2 separate regions of the Rattus norvegicus genome follow, and region 1 is linked to region 2. Evidence: chromatin contacts called from public Hi-C data. All regions are on one chromosome and are shown on one strand. The core of a region is the stretch at or near the end of the contact, and the rest is flanking DNA. Distances in the headings are between cores, read along the strand shown. Region 1 has its middle 54 kb from the start of Tmsb10l3. Region 2 overlaps LOC134480368.

Region 1 (6,088 bases), core at 1,044-3,543, 270 kb before region 2:
TAGTAAGTCTGTTGTCAAGAGTTAGAAAGGCAGTGTAGCAGAGGTGTTTGGCTCAATGCTTGGCAAGAGGGAAGTGATCAATAAGCATGGAGTACTGTGGTATGTGTCATCATGGCTAAGAACTCTACAGAGAACATGGTCACAGTGACGCAAACTCAGTTCCGCCATAGCCTTTCCTTAAACATAAAGTAGAGATGGAAATAACGCTAACACAAACAGTTGAATCTTTGTAACATCATTCTATCTCTTCTTTGGGGTGAGGGCACAGAGTTTGAGATAGGGTTTCTCTGTGTCAAGGTAGTCCTTGAACTCGCTCTGTAGATCAGGCTGGCCTAGAATTAATAGAGATCCCCCCTGCCTCTGCCTCCCAAGTCCTTAGGCACTAAATCTGACGGGCAGAGCTTTAGTTTTACAAATTGCTGGAAGACAAGGTTAATTCAAAGGACCTGTACAATTCAAAAAAGTAACACAGTTTTTGGGGGGCAGTTTGTACTTTCTGTTCTTGGGCCAAGAAAGACAATGGGGTAACAGACATGGTATGGGCCTCTGAAGCTTCTCTTTCCTCTGTGGAAAACTGTAGCAAGCCATGAAACTTACTCCACAAGGGGGAGTCAGGCTCATGCTGAATTTTCGTAGGGAAGCCAAACAGTGCTATGTAGAGAGCAGCACCGGTCAATAAAAAAGCCCATGGACCATGAGCCGAGCCAAGAAACAGGTGGGGTGCTGACAGAGGATTCTTGGAAATATTTGAGGATATAAGATAGTGATTCAGCAGAATGTTGGAGGGATAGACCCAGACTGAGGAGTCAGACATAAACCAGCGGGGAAACACTGTGGAGACACAAAGAAAAAAGGAGGCAGGGTCTGAAGGAGAGGTAACTAACCACACGGTAGACACAGGATAGTTTAAATGGTTAAGCTGTGAGCTAGTCAATGAGCCAAAGCTTATGGCCTTGGCCTTTATTAATAAATATTGAGTCGTCATTCCCGGAGCAGGACTGGGAAAGGAAAAATTGATATAAAATATTTACAGAAATAAAACAAGATTCTACCCCAAACCTTCTTGAAATTCCCAAAGACTTTTTAAGGTTGGTCTTTAAGAGTCCCTTTACAACATAGTATTCATACCATCCCCAGGAGAAATGGTTAAAGTTCAGCTTACGTGTTTGACCTGCTTCTCCAACAGCGATGGCTTGTGCTATTTCTCTGTGCCAGCATTAGCCTCCTCAACACTTGAGTTAGTCTGTGGTCACCATGAAACTTTGTTTTTTGTGTTACTGCCATGGAGACCATACCAGAAAGTCACTATGGCTGTGCCCTCAGAAGGAACTGTTCACACTAAGCCACTTCCTTTCTGAGGCACGTTTTCACCAAATGCTGAGATTACAGACATGTTCTGTCTCTGGGGATTGAACCTAGGACGTCATGTATGTTAGGCAAGTGCTCCAACCTATATAGGGATGTTAACAGTATCCTTATAATTAAAGAGTATCCTTAGAATTAAACGAATCAGAAATTTTCTGATTGTGCCCTAAGGAACCTTAGGAGTCTAGATGTATCTAAGTCACCATTCAGGCAATGAAAGAGAAACCAGCAATGGGTTGCACACACACACACACACACACACACACACACACACACACACACACACACACGGGGGGGAGGGGGGAGAGAGAGAGAGAGAGAGAGAGAGAGAGAGAGAGAGAGAGAGAGAGAGATGAATTAGCTGGTTTGAATATTTGTGAATAAGAATCTTCCTCTCCATTCACACATGATCATCTGCCAGTCTCTTTAGGACAGGGTTTCTGTTTTTCTGTTTCCTAACTGGATACAGCCAGTTTCTAAAGGGGCTTTCCACAGAGCTGCTCAGGGGTTTAGATCCCCAGCCTTATACTTGCGGATTAACCGGACAAGTCACTATCATTTGCACTGTATTATAGCATGAATCTGTGTAACGGTGGTAGGATAGAGAGGCCAGATCCTCTCAGACCCTCTGAGAAGCCCTGGAAGACCAGCATCTGGAAACATTCAGACAAGCAGTAGTGGCGAGGCATGGTGCCCAGGAGACAGGAGGGTTGCAAGCAGGAACTGGGTGGGGCTGGAGTTGCCTCTGCTACAGACAACTTTCCGGCCTCAAAACCCTTCTTCTCAGCTCCAGTACTTAACTACCTGCCAATCGCCCAAGACTGATTTCTTTCTTGGCTTCTGTCAGCTTCAAGCAGAAGGAAACTGTTAGGCTTGAGCCAGAGCATTGTGCTGAGTGGCAGCCGCGGCAGCATAAGGAGAGGCAGAGGGCAGCTGCCACCCGCAGGCAGCGCTGCCAATGGCAGGATGGGAGAAATGGCTCCTGCTGCTGTGTCCCGTGAATGACAAAGGACGAACGATATTAACACGCGCTGCTTATTCTTGAGTGTACGAAGAAAATTCTACTTAGTATATGGTAAAAGTGTGTGTGTGTGTGTGTGTGTGTGTGTGTGTGTGTGTGTGTGTGTGTGTGTGTGCATGTAGGAGTCCCCGTGCATATAGAGGCCAGAGGTGAAACTCAAATGTCACTCCTTGGGACACCGTCCATTTTTATCTTTAAGTCAAGGTCATCCATTCAACTAGGCCAGCTGCCAGTAAGCCCCAGGGACCTGCCTGTCTTCCCTTCACTGCTAAGATACAATGGTATACTGCCATGCTGGCCTTTGGCACAAAAGTTCTGTAAACTGAATTCAGGTCTGCAGCTGTCTCCCTAGCCCAAGTTTTCCTTCATCTAACCAAATAGTACCTTTTTAATATTTGCTCTTTTCTATTTATAACTTCCGTGTTATTAATTCTTAATTTCAGTGTAAAATGTGCTTAAATTCAGTGTAAAATATTCCGATGTCTCAATTGCCAAATGGTATAAGCAAATCAAGTTTCCCATTCTCCACTGAACGGATAAACAAGATTTGATGTTTATGTTCAATTAGATATTATTTGGCTTTAAAGCAGAAGGAAGTCTGAAAACATCCAGAGGTTAGGCGAGGGTTGGGGGATGGGGTCACCCACTCATCTGCAAATTTTTAACCCAGAATTGCTCCTGTCTAAAGGAAATACGGAGACAAAGTGTGGAGCAGAAACTGAAGGAAAGGCTATCCAGACCTGGGGATCCATCCCATGTACAGACACCCAACCTAGTCACTATTGCTGATGCCAAGAAGTGCTTGCTGACAGGAGCCTGATACGGATGTCTCCTGAGAGGCTCTGCCAAGCATGACAAATATAGAGGTAGATGCTCGCAGCCAACCATTGGACTAAGCATGGGATCCCCAATGGAGGAGTTAGAGAAAGGACTGAAGGAGCTGAAGGGGTTTGCAACCCCATAGGAAGAACAATACTAACCAACCAGACTCCCCAGAGTTCCCAAGGACTAAACCACCAACTGAAGGGTACACATGGAGGGACCCATGGCTCCAGCTGCATATGTGGCAGAGGATGGCCTTGCCGGCATCAGTAGAAGGATAGGCCTTTGGTTCTCTGAAAGCTTGATTCCCCAGTGTAGGGGGATGCCAGGACAGGGAGGTGGGAGTGGGGTGGGGACCACCCTCACAGAAGCAGGGGAAGAAGGATGCAATGGGGGTTTCCAGAGGGGAAACCAGAAAAGGGGATAAACATTTGAAGTGTAAATAAATAAAACATCCAATAAAAAAGGAAAAAAAAGGAAACAGAAGGAAGTGTGAAATATGCTAGAGTTCTGATGGCCCTAACGGATGTAACGCTAAGTGAATGTGGCAGTTTACCAAAGGACAAATATGATCCACTTCCACATAGTAGCACCTAGAGCGATCATGTCTTAGAGTCAGGAAGTATATGATGGTTACTGGAGTCGGGCATGGCGAAAGCCTGGAGTGTTACTGTCTAGTAGAGAAAATTTCAGTCTGGGCAAAGAGAAAGCATTCTAAAGATGGGTAATAGTGACAGCACCCCCAACAAAGTGGATATTCTTGATATCAATGGGTGATATCGCTAAGTGATTAAAATGATAACATTTTTCATATGAATAACTACAGAAGTATAAACATTATTTATTAAATATACCAAACACAGTGGGCAGTATAGCAAATAATGCATGCTTCTGGGAGCTTCTGGGTTTAATATATTGTCAACATTTTTGCCATGCTTACTTTTGTTTTTTATGAAATAACAGCACAGATGAGGCTAACCCGTCCCCCCTTGTTCCACACCACTCGTGTCTCTTTCTTCTTCCTGTATACATTTTCGAGTTTTACTGTGTAATAATAGCACACACTAGTACTATAAGAGGTTAAATTAGACAACAGATACACTAGTCTTTTGTAATTTTCTTTTTTTTTTTTTGTTAACTCAAAAAATAATTTCCCCACATTCCTCTATGTCACCCATTCATGTTTTAAACCGCAGAATCTTATCCCATTGTTTGAATCCCTCACTGCTGGTCATTCTGGTTGCTGGAACTTTTTTCTGACAATGAGAATGCTTGGTGAGCATGCTGCTCGTGAGTCCCGAGGGCATGTGAGGGAGCGTCCCTACTACGCAGTCTGAAAGTGAGACTCCAGTTCCACCGCACTACTCGCTCATCCCCAGCTCTGGGCCCCACCTTCACTGACAAGGTCTCTGGATCCTACCCTTCCCTGCACCAAACATGGATGTTGTCCCTCCGCTGCCCCATCTAAGGGTATGATGCAAGACTGCGCTGGGGGTCATGACGTTCCTGGAATTCTGCTCTCCTATGAGAGAAAGCACTCGTTTCTATACTGTATTATATCGCAATCTCTGGAACACGGTGGCAGTGAATGCTGTTTATTTCCTAGCACGATGTCTTGTACACGACAGGTAGCTAAGTCTCTGTTAAAGGACTGAGGGAACTCCAACCCAGCAGAGAGGCTCTGTAGAAAATATTTAAAACCCTAGCAGTCAATGCTATAATTGTTCCTGACATTAAAGATTATGAAGATCAAACACTTTACCAAGGACACACAGTTAAGAAGTGAAGGGACCTGGAACCAAATTCTGGCCAATCGCAAACCTGATTCCCATCCTTCATAGACTCCTGCTTTTCCTCAAAGCTCAGCCAGAAGACCGAACAATACATAATGCACCGAGGACCATTGACGCTTTGAACAGCTCTTTGTTGTAACTTAGCTACCTTGTCTTGATTAAATCTCTCAAGCAAATAAAAGCATCTTTCAATGTGGAAAGGCTTTTTTTTTCTTTGAAAAGCATCGAAAGCATTAATTTTAAAGCCCTTGTATCAGAAAAAAATACTGCTATTTAGAAGGAAAGCTGTGGCCAGCTGTTGTGGCTCCCAGCTCATTTCGTCAGCAGTGTTTCATGAACTTACACATCCAGCTGCCATAGTGTACCTCTCTGGATGTCTCAAGACCATCTGAGATGCACTCCTGCAAAATGGAATTCTAAGTCACCACCTCCCCCAAGTCCAACCCACCCACCACTCTCCCATCCCCACAGGTTGCAGCTCCATCTGTCGGACTATCCTGTTTAAAAAAAAAAAAAAAACCTTGTTGGCCTTATTTCCTGGGCCACTGGGGTCTTGTCCAGGAAGTCCTTTCTTGTGCCTGTAACTTCAAGTTTTTTCTTTATTTTTTCCTCAACAGTTTCAGAGTTTGATCTACTTGGAGTTGCTCTGTGCAGGATAAGAGAAAAGCATCCAGTTTTGAGACAAGTAATTTGCAAGATAGCTCAGCGACCTGGAACTCACTAGCATCACACTGTACACACACCCCTCTCCAAACAAAGTAACCCATAATAACCCCCTATCAGCCTCTTTGTGGACAAACACATGCTGGAACAGATTCTAAAATTAGAGGTAGTGGGCCAATCCAGCCTGGACTGGTTTTACATGCAGGTGCCCCAGAGCAAATTGCCTTTGAGTGAACTTTTAGGGGAAAACTCTTATCATGCCTATGCATGTCTGGACATGCATATGATTAAAATCAGATGCATTATGGGAAAGGACGTATGCAGTAAACAAAGGCTTATATAACATAGACCTATCCATCCAAACAGAAAAGCACTCTGCTTAGCAACCTTCTGAGTAATAATCAGTTAATCTCTGGAGAGCCTG
Region 2 (6,435 bases), core at 3,892-6,391:
TCTTCTGCCTGTTAAGAAACCCGACACTGGAGATTATAGGCCAATACAAGACTTGAGAAAGGTCAACAAGAGGATAGAAGATATTCATCCGACTGTTCCAAACCCTTACAATTTGCTCAGTAACTGTTCATCGATGAGAAACAGGGGTATGCTAAAGGGGTCCTAACACAAAGGTTGGGACTCTGAAAACGCCCTGTGGCCTACCTGTCTAAGAAATTGGACCCTGTGGCCTCCGGCTGGCCACCGTGCCTAAGGATGGTGGCTGCTATTGCTGTCCTGATCAAGGACGCTGGAAAATTGACTTTGGGACAGCCACTCACCATCCTAACACCCCACGCAGTGGAGGCCTTGGTAAAGCAGCCCCCAGACCGCTGGCTCTCTAATTCCCACATGACCCACTACCAAGCCTTGTTACTGGATGCAGAACGGGTTCAGTTTGGGCCCATAGTCGCCCTCAATCCTGCCACCTTGCTTCCTCTACCAGAGGAGACAAAACAGCATGACTGCCTACACAGATGACAACAGCTTCTTGGCAGAGGGAGAGCGAAAGGCTGGAGCTGCGGTCACTACGGAGGACAAAGTGATTTGGGCGAAAGCCCTGCCTGCTGGTACCTCCGCACAACGGGCTGAACTCATCGCCTTGACTCAGGCGCTCAAGATGACAAAAGGTAAGAGGCTAAATATATATACAGACAGCCGTTATGCCTTTGCCACGGCACACATCCACAGGGAGATCTACCGGAGGCGGGGGCTGCTCACATCTGAGGGTAAAGATATGGCTAAAATTCTGGCCCTCTTAGAAGCCCTATTCTTGCCCAAAAGACTGAGTATTATACATTGTCCAGGACACCAGAAAGGACACAACCCAGAGGCACGAGGAAACCGGCTGGCCGATGCCACGGCGCGAGAAGCGGCCATGAACAAACAAATCTTGCCCTTAAATAGCCCAGACCAACCCACGCCCCCACCAGTGGGACAAACCAGTTGGGTTTATGCCCATGAGGACATAGAGCTCCTAAAAAAAAATGGGGGCCATCTACCACCCTCAACTAAAACAGTGGGTCTACAAAGGACTTTTGAATTGATCTCCTTTTTACATAAATTAACCCATTTGGGGTTTAAGAAGATAAAAACCTTACTAGATTGGGAAGAGATAAATCTGTGTTTTTTGAATCGGGACAAAGCGATACAAAAGGTGACTGAGAGTTACAAAGCGTGCGCTCAGGTTAACCCGAAAAAGACCATGATTGGACAAGGAGTTCGTCCTAGGGGACACCGTCCCGACATCCATTGAGAAATTGATTTTACTGAAATTAAACCAGGTACAAGTATCTCCTAGTGTTTGTAGACACCTTCTCAGGATGGGTCAAAGCCTTCCCCACGAAGCACGAGACTACAAAAATGGTCACCAAGAAGCTCCTCGAGGAAATCTTTCCCAGGTATGGCATGCCTCAAGCGTTGGGGTCGGACAACGGGCCCGCTTTCGTCTCCCAAGTAAGTCAGTTGGTGGCCAAATTGCTGGGGATTGATTGAAAATTACATTGTGCCTATAGACCCCAGAGTTCAGGTCAGGTAGAACGCATGAATAGAACAATTAAGGAGACTTTATCCAAACTTACGCTTACAACTGGCTCAAAGGATTGGGTGGCCCTCCTTCCCCTAGTTCTATATCGGGCCCGGAATACCCCGGGCCCCCATGGTCTAACTCCTTTTGAAATAATGTATGGAACATCACCCCCATTTGTCCATTTCTTTGATTCAAACATTGCTGATTTTGCTGACAGCCCTTCTCTGAGGGCCCATTTACAGGCCCTACAGATTGTGCAGAGAGACGTCTGGGGACCTTTGGCCGCTGCTTACCAGGACAAGCTTGAGCATCCGGTGGTGCCACACCCGTTCCAGATTGGAGACACCGTGTGGGTACACAGACACCAGACCAAGAATCTCAAGCCACGGTAGAAAGGACCCTACACCGTCCTCCTGACTACCCCGACCGCCCTAAAGGTAGACGGAGTCTCGACTTAGATCCACGCACCACACTTCAAGACAGTCCGGTCTGAGGAATTGACTAATCACAACACTACACCCCAGACATGGAGAGTTCAGCGCACTCCAAACCCCTTAAAGTTAAAACTCCTACGTGGCTCCTCCTAGCCCTTTTGTGGCCTAGAGTCAGTGGGGAATAAGCCCCCACCAGACAGAAATTTCTTGACCAAGTCGAGTGAAAGATTTCACTCAAAGTTAGCAAAAAAATGGGGGAATGAAAGACCCCAGCTTAGCAGCAGTAACGCCATTTTGCAAGGCTGTACTTAAGATGACTAGTTCAGGGAAAGGTTAGAACACTGAGTACACAGCAGCTGCCAAGCAGGATGTGTTTGGTTGAAGGCCTGGCAACAGGACGACTTCGGTTGAGCACCTGACAATGAAAAAAAGCCCCGGGAGAGGTCCCACACCCTGGTGGGGGGCCGAGTCAGTCGTTATGTTCCAAGAAGGTAGCTAAGAAACTTGCCCCCGGGCTGAACCCTTGGGGGGCCGAGTCAGCCGTTATGTTTCAGGAAGGTAGCTAGGAAACTTGCCCCCGGGCTAAACCCTTGCCATATTAGAATCCACCAATTATATCCCTGTAACCATGCATCTGCTTCTGTATGCTTGCTTCTGCTCCCCAAAATCCTATAAAAGCCCATCCTTGGTTCCGTGGGGCGCGCCAGTCCCCCGAGTGACTGAAGCGCCCGCAGGTGCCTGTGCCTGTGTATCCCATCAATAAACCAAATCCTCTTGCTGATTGCATCCTGTGGTGTCTCGGTCTGGTCTTTGGAGTTGGAGGGTCTCCATCCCGAGGGAAAGTTCTCCATGAGAGCTTTTCAATTTAAACAGGTGGGATTTTTTTTTAAATGCTTTTGCCAGCTAGCTTTTTATCCACCAGTCACCAGAGGTACAAATACAGTCTTCCAGACATGATCTCTCTCTAAGTGAGCTAGGCTGGCCTTGAACTCATGGCAACGGTCCTGCCCCAGCCTCCCAAAGGCGAGATTATAGATGTGAGCCATTATGCCCAACTAACTGTTTCTAAAATTTAAGTAGAAATGAGCTTGTTCTGGTCAGAGAATTTCCTGCTCTGCTCAGGGAGAAAAGCTTCACAAATACCACTCTATAGCTTTAGTAGCAATAACTGCTACTCAAACGGGGATGCAGAAGAAAGGTGTTTCAACCCATTGAAGTAGCCTCTAAACTCTGAATGCTTCCTGTCTCGTTAGGATTCAGTTACAGGTCCTTGCTGATATCTTCAAATAGGAGATTTGAGGACTTTACCTGTGAACCCCTTCTGAGTTACAGAATCCTGCCCTGCACTTAGCTCTCTGCTACAATGTTTGTTAAGTTTCCCCTGGGGAGGATGGGCCAACGGGCGTTCTCATTCAGCATGAGCCATGACCTCCTTTCAACTATTTGGAAGACAAATGGAATCTTTTCTTCACCATGCTACATGAAGCCCTGCTACAAACTGTTGGGATCCTCCTACATGGGGAAAACAGTCTGGCAGCAACAGCGTACCTAGTCCAGTATTTCTCTATAATGGACTAAAGAAATGTGACTCTAATTGGATTGGATAGGCTAAGGGCCCACAGCCAAGTACTGGCGTGCAGCAGCCCTGAGATCTACTGGAACGTCACCACCAGTGAACGCTGCTGACTTATCTAAGGCATTTTATCTCCCAGTGACTGGGCTTTTCAATCTGCCACTTTGGTGAACAGCCAGTTTTAACTAGAGGAATTGTTTGACTGAATTGTGAAGAACACAGGAAGATATTGACTCTATCATTAATAAGGCAATTGTTACATTCTGCTGGCATTTTCATAAGGGATCACTATATGTTTTTATTTTTAAGTTCCTGCTGTATGGCTGCTTTCTGATCTAGCAGGTCCAACCGTTTTGCAAGGGTAATTGCTGTGGCACAAATGGCTTTCTGGATGGAAACTACTTCTTCCAAACCATTTTATTTTGCTCAAATTTCCCAGTCAGAGCTGGCGTGAAGATTTGGGGAGTACCCAGGCCATATTCCTTCCAGTGGGTGACTTTTTAAAGCCAACCACAAATTACAAGTTAATTACTTTAGTCTCAATAAAATTGGCTAATCCAACCCGTTATTTTAACGTTAAAAACTCCCTTAGTGTGGATAGCCTTAAATTAACTACAGTTTGTAAACATCAGCCGCATCTTCAGGGCTTCCCGAGAAAAGATACTCTGAAAATAATAGTCACATTGTATAGACTGTTTGCAAAAAAGACCACGAGATTTGTGTTTGAAAACAAAGCTGGGTGTGGGGAAATTCAAAAGGCAAATTTAACAAATTAAGGCCTAGAGAGAAAGACTTATCTTAGAGTTAAACAGCCAAGATCTGCATATTATCTATCTGATACCTGGTAAGATTGTAAGGTACCACACCGTAAAGACACTGCAGCACAGACAACAGCATTTTCTTACCTTTAAAAGGCATGAAACACACTTCTCAGGATGAAAGCCCATGGCTTTGATTTTCCTTGTTCCCCCAAATCTAGGGAGCCATGACCTTAACTATCACAATACAAAGTAAGATTTTGATGTTTTTAATATTAGAAGTTTTGTACAGTGCCAATTTCTAAAGAAGATCTGATTTCATAAAATATACTTTTTTCAATAGTCCCTTAGTTTCAGCAATTCTACCTTAAAATGGCTGTCTGTATTTTATCCTTTCCTCTTCCGACTTCTCTAAACTAGGTCCTCACTGTCTTCTGAGACCATGACAATCATCTGCAGGTATGTAGAGACCTTTCTGCTAGGAATCAGCATCTAAAGCCCAAACCCAAAGGTTAACAGTGTACGGATACCACAAGAAAGTTATTACAAAGTTACTGCAACCAAGTGCCTCAAGTTGATACTTTATTTTTAAAAGCCGGAGCAGGGGGACTGTACAGTTTTGGAAGCTGAACGTCTAAAATCAGGGGTCCTGTCTGTCTGGCCTCTGTTGAGAGCCCCTTTAGTGGTGGCTACACATAGTGGATGGCATTCAAGTCAGAACATGTGCCAGCGCCAGGGATTCCATGGCAGGACAGGAAGACAGGGTTGGGAAAGGGGATCATTCTGACTATTTTTAGAACAGCATGTTCTTGTAAGCTCTCACCCTGGAGATGATCCTTGTCCACTGTGAAGGGCAGGCTCTGATCCGAGAATCGCACTCTCTCACAGGACCACTGGCTCAGTACCACAGCACTAAGCAACAGGAGAGTCTGTAGAGGACACATTCAAGATATACTAAAATCGTGGCAAGCCTGTGTATGCACACAGAGAGTTGATAATTCTTCGAAAAGTAGCAGAATTAGGAATTGAAAGCAAGGCTAATGAGAACAGCTTAGGGAGGGAGGGAGATGATCCAGGAAGCAGCATATAAACAGAGCACGTGAACTGGGGAGGCTGTGTTCAGAAGCGTAACCACAATGCTTTACTTCTTACGTTGGAGGGTCAAGTATTCCTTGTCATACTCTCTACTTAACTTCATTTATATATAACAATGCATTATTATACAATAACATTTTTTAAGTAAGACAAGTTAAAGTTGATTTAAAGAAAAAAATTAGTAAAAACCACTGAATAGGGGCTGGAGAGATGGCTCAGCGGTTAAGAGCACTTGACTGCTCTTCCAGAGGTCCTGAGTTCAAATCCCAACAACCACATGGTGGCTCACAACCATCTGTAATGGGATCCAATGCCCTCTTCTGGTGTGTCTGAAGACAGCGACAGTGTACTTATATATAATAAATAAATAATCATAAAAAAAATCGAATAGGCCTGGCATTAGTGTGAAATTAAGACTACAGCTGAGGTTTAGGGACTCAGGCTTGTGGGAAGATGTCTATATTTCTTAGCAGATCATCAGAAGTTCAGACTTGGTCCAGTGAAATGGCTCAGCTGGGAAAAGTACTCACTTCCAAACCTGCCACCTGAGTTCTCTCACCTCTACATACATGCTGTGGCATGTGTCACCACACCCAAACAAAATAAATAAATATGTAACAATTTTTCTTTAATTAAAAAAGTGCAGACTCTTATTTTTTTCTACCAATTTCTTCTCATAACTCCCCTCCTATGCAAACCATAATTTTCTGTTTTCCATGCTTTTGTATGTGATCGTGGTTTGGAAATGAAATATACCCTCAAAACACATGTGTGATACTCAGAGGTTGTAATTTAGGGGACAAATTGGGTCATGAGACTCTGGCCTAATTAATGGTGAATTCGTTGATATATTCCTGCATCCTAGAATTATCAGGAAGGGAAAACCAGGAGATGATGTGGAAGAAGTGTGTCGCTATGCGCTCAGAGGGTGCATTTGCTCACAGTCCTCTGGTCTCTGCATTTCTCTGCCAACGTGAGCTGAGTGGCTTTGCCCCATCACACCCTCCC

The links. Hi-C and Micro-C count contacts between places; a contact is called where the count stands out from the background.
Region 1: a Hi-C map of kidney shows a contact between it and region 2, with 7 times the contacts expected there. The contact joins two enhancer-like sites. A contact is called at or near these places in 10 of 12 Hi-C or Micro-C datasets (the A7r5 cell line, Schwann cells, frontal cortex and 5 more).

Annotation. Positions count from the first base shown.
Region 1 is chr9:57,410,331-57,416,418 of GRCr8, reverse strand. No RefSeq gene overlaps it. Among named protein-coding and RNA genes, the nearest start is that of Tmsb10l3, 54 kb to the left of the region's middle. Within about 2 kb of position 2,293, at least 7 of the 93 cell types and tissues checked have an H3K27ac peak or open chromatin away from gene starts, as enhancers often do.
Region 2 is chr9:57,142,282-57,148,716 of GRCr8, reverse strand. It overlaps LOC134480368, which reads left to right. Exons shown (of 2, transcript XM_063267897.1): 1 at 1-668; 2 at 846-2,780. The coding sequence starts at 500. The coding sequence ends at 1,294. Among named protein-coding and RNA genes, the nearest start is that of Myo1b, 37 kb to the left of the region's middle. Within about 2 kb of position 5,141, at least 4 of the 93 cell types and tissues checked have an H3K27ac peak or open chromatin away from gene starts, as enhancers often do.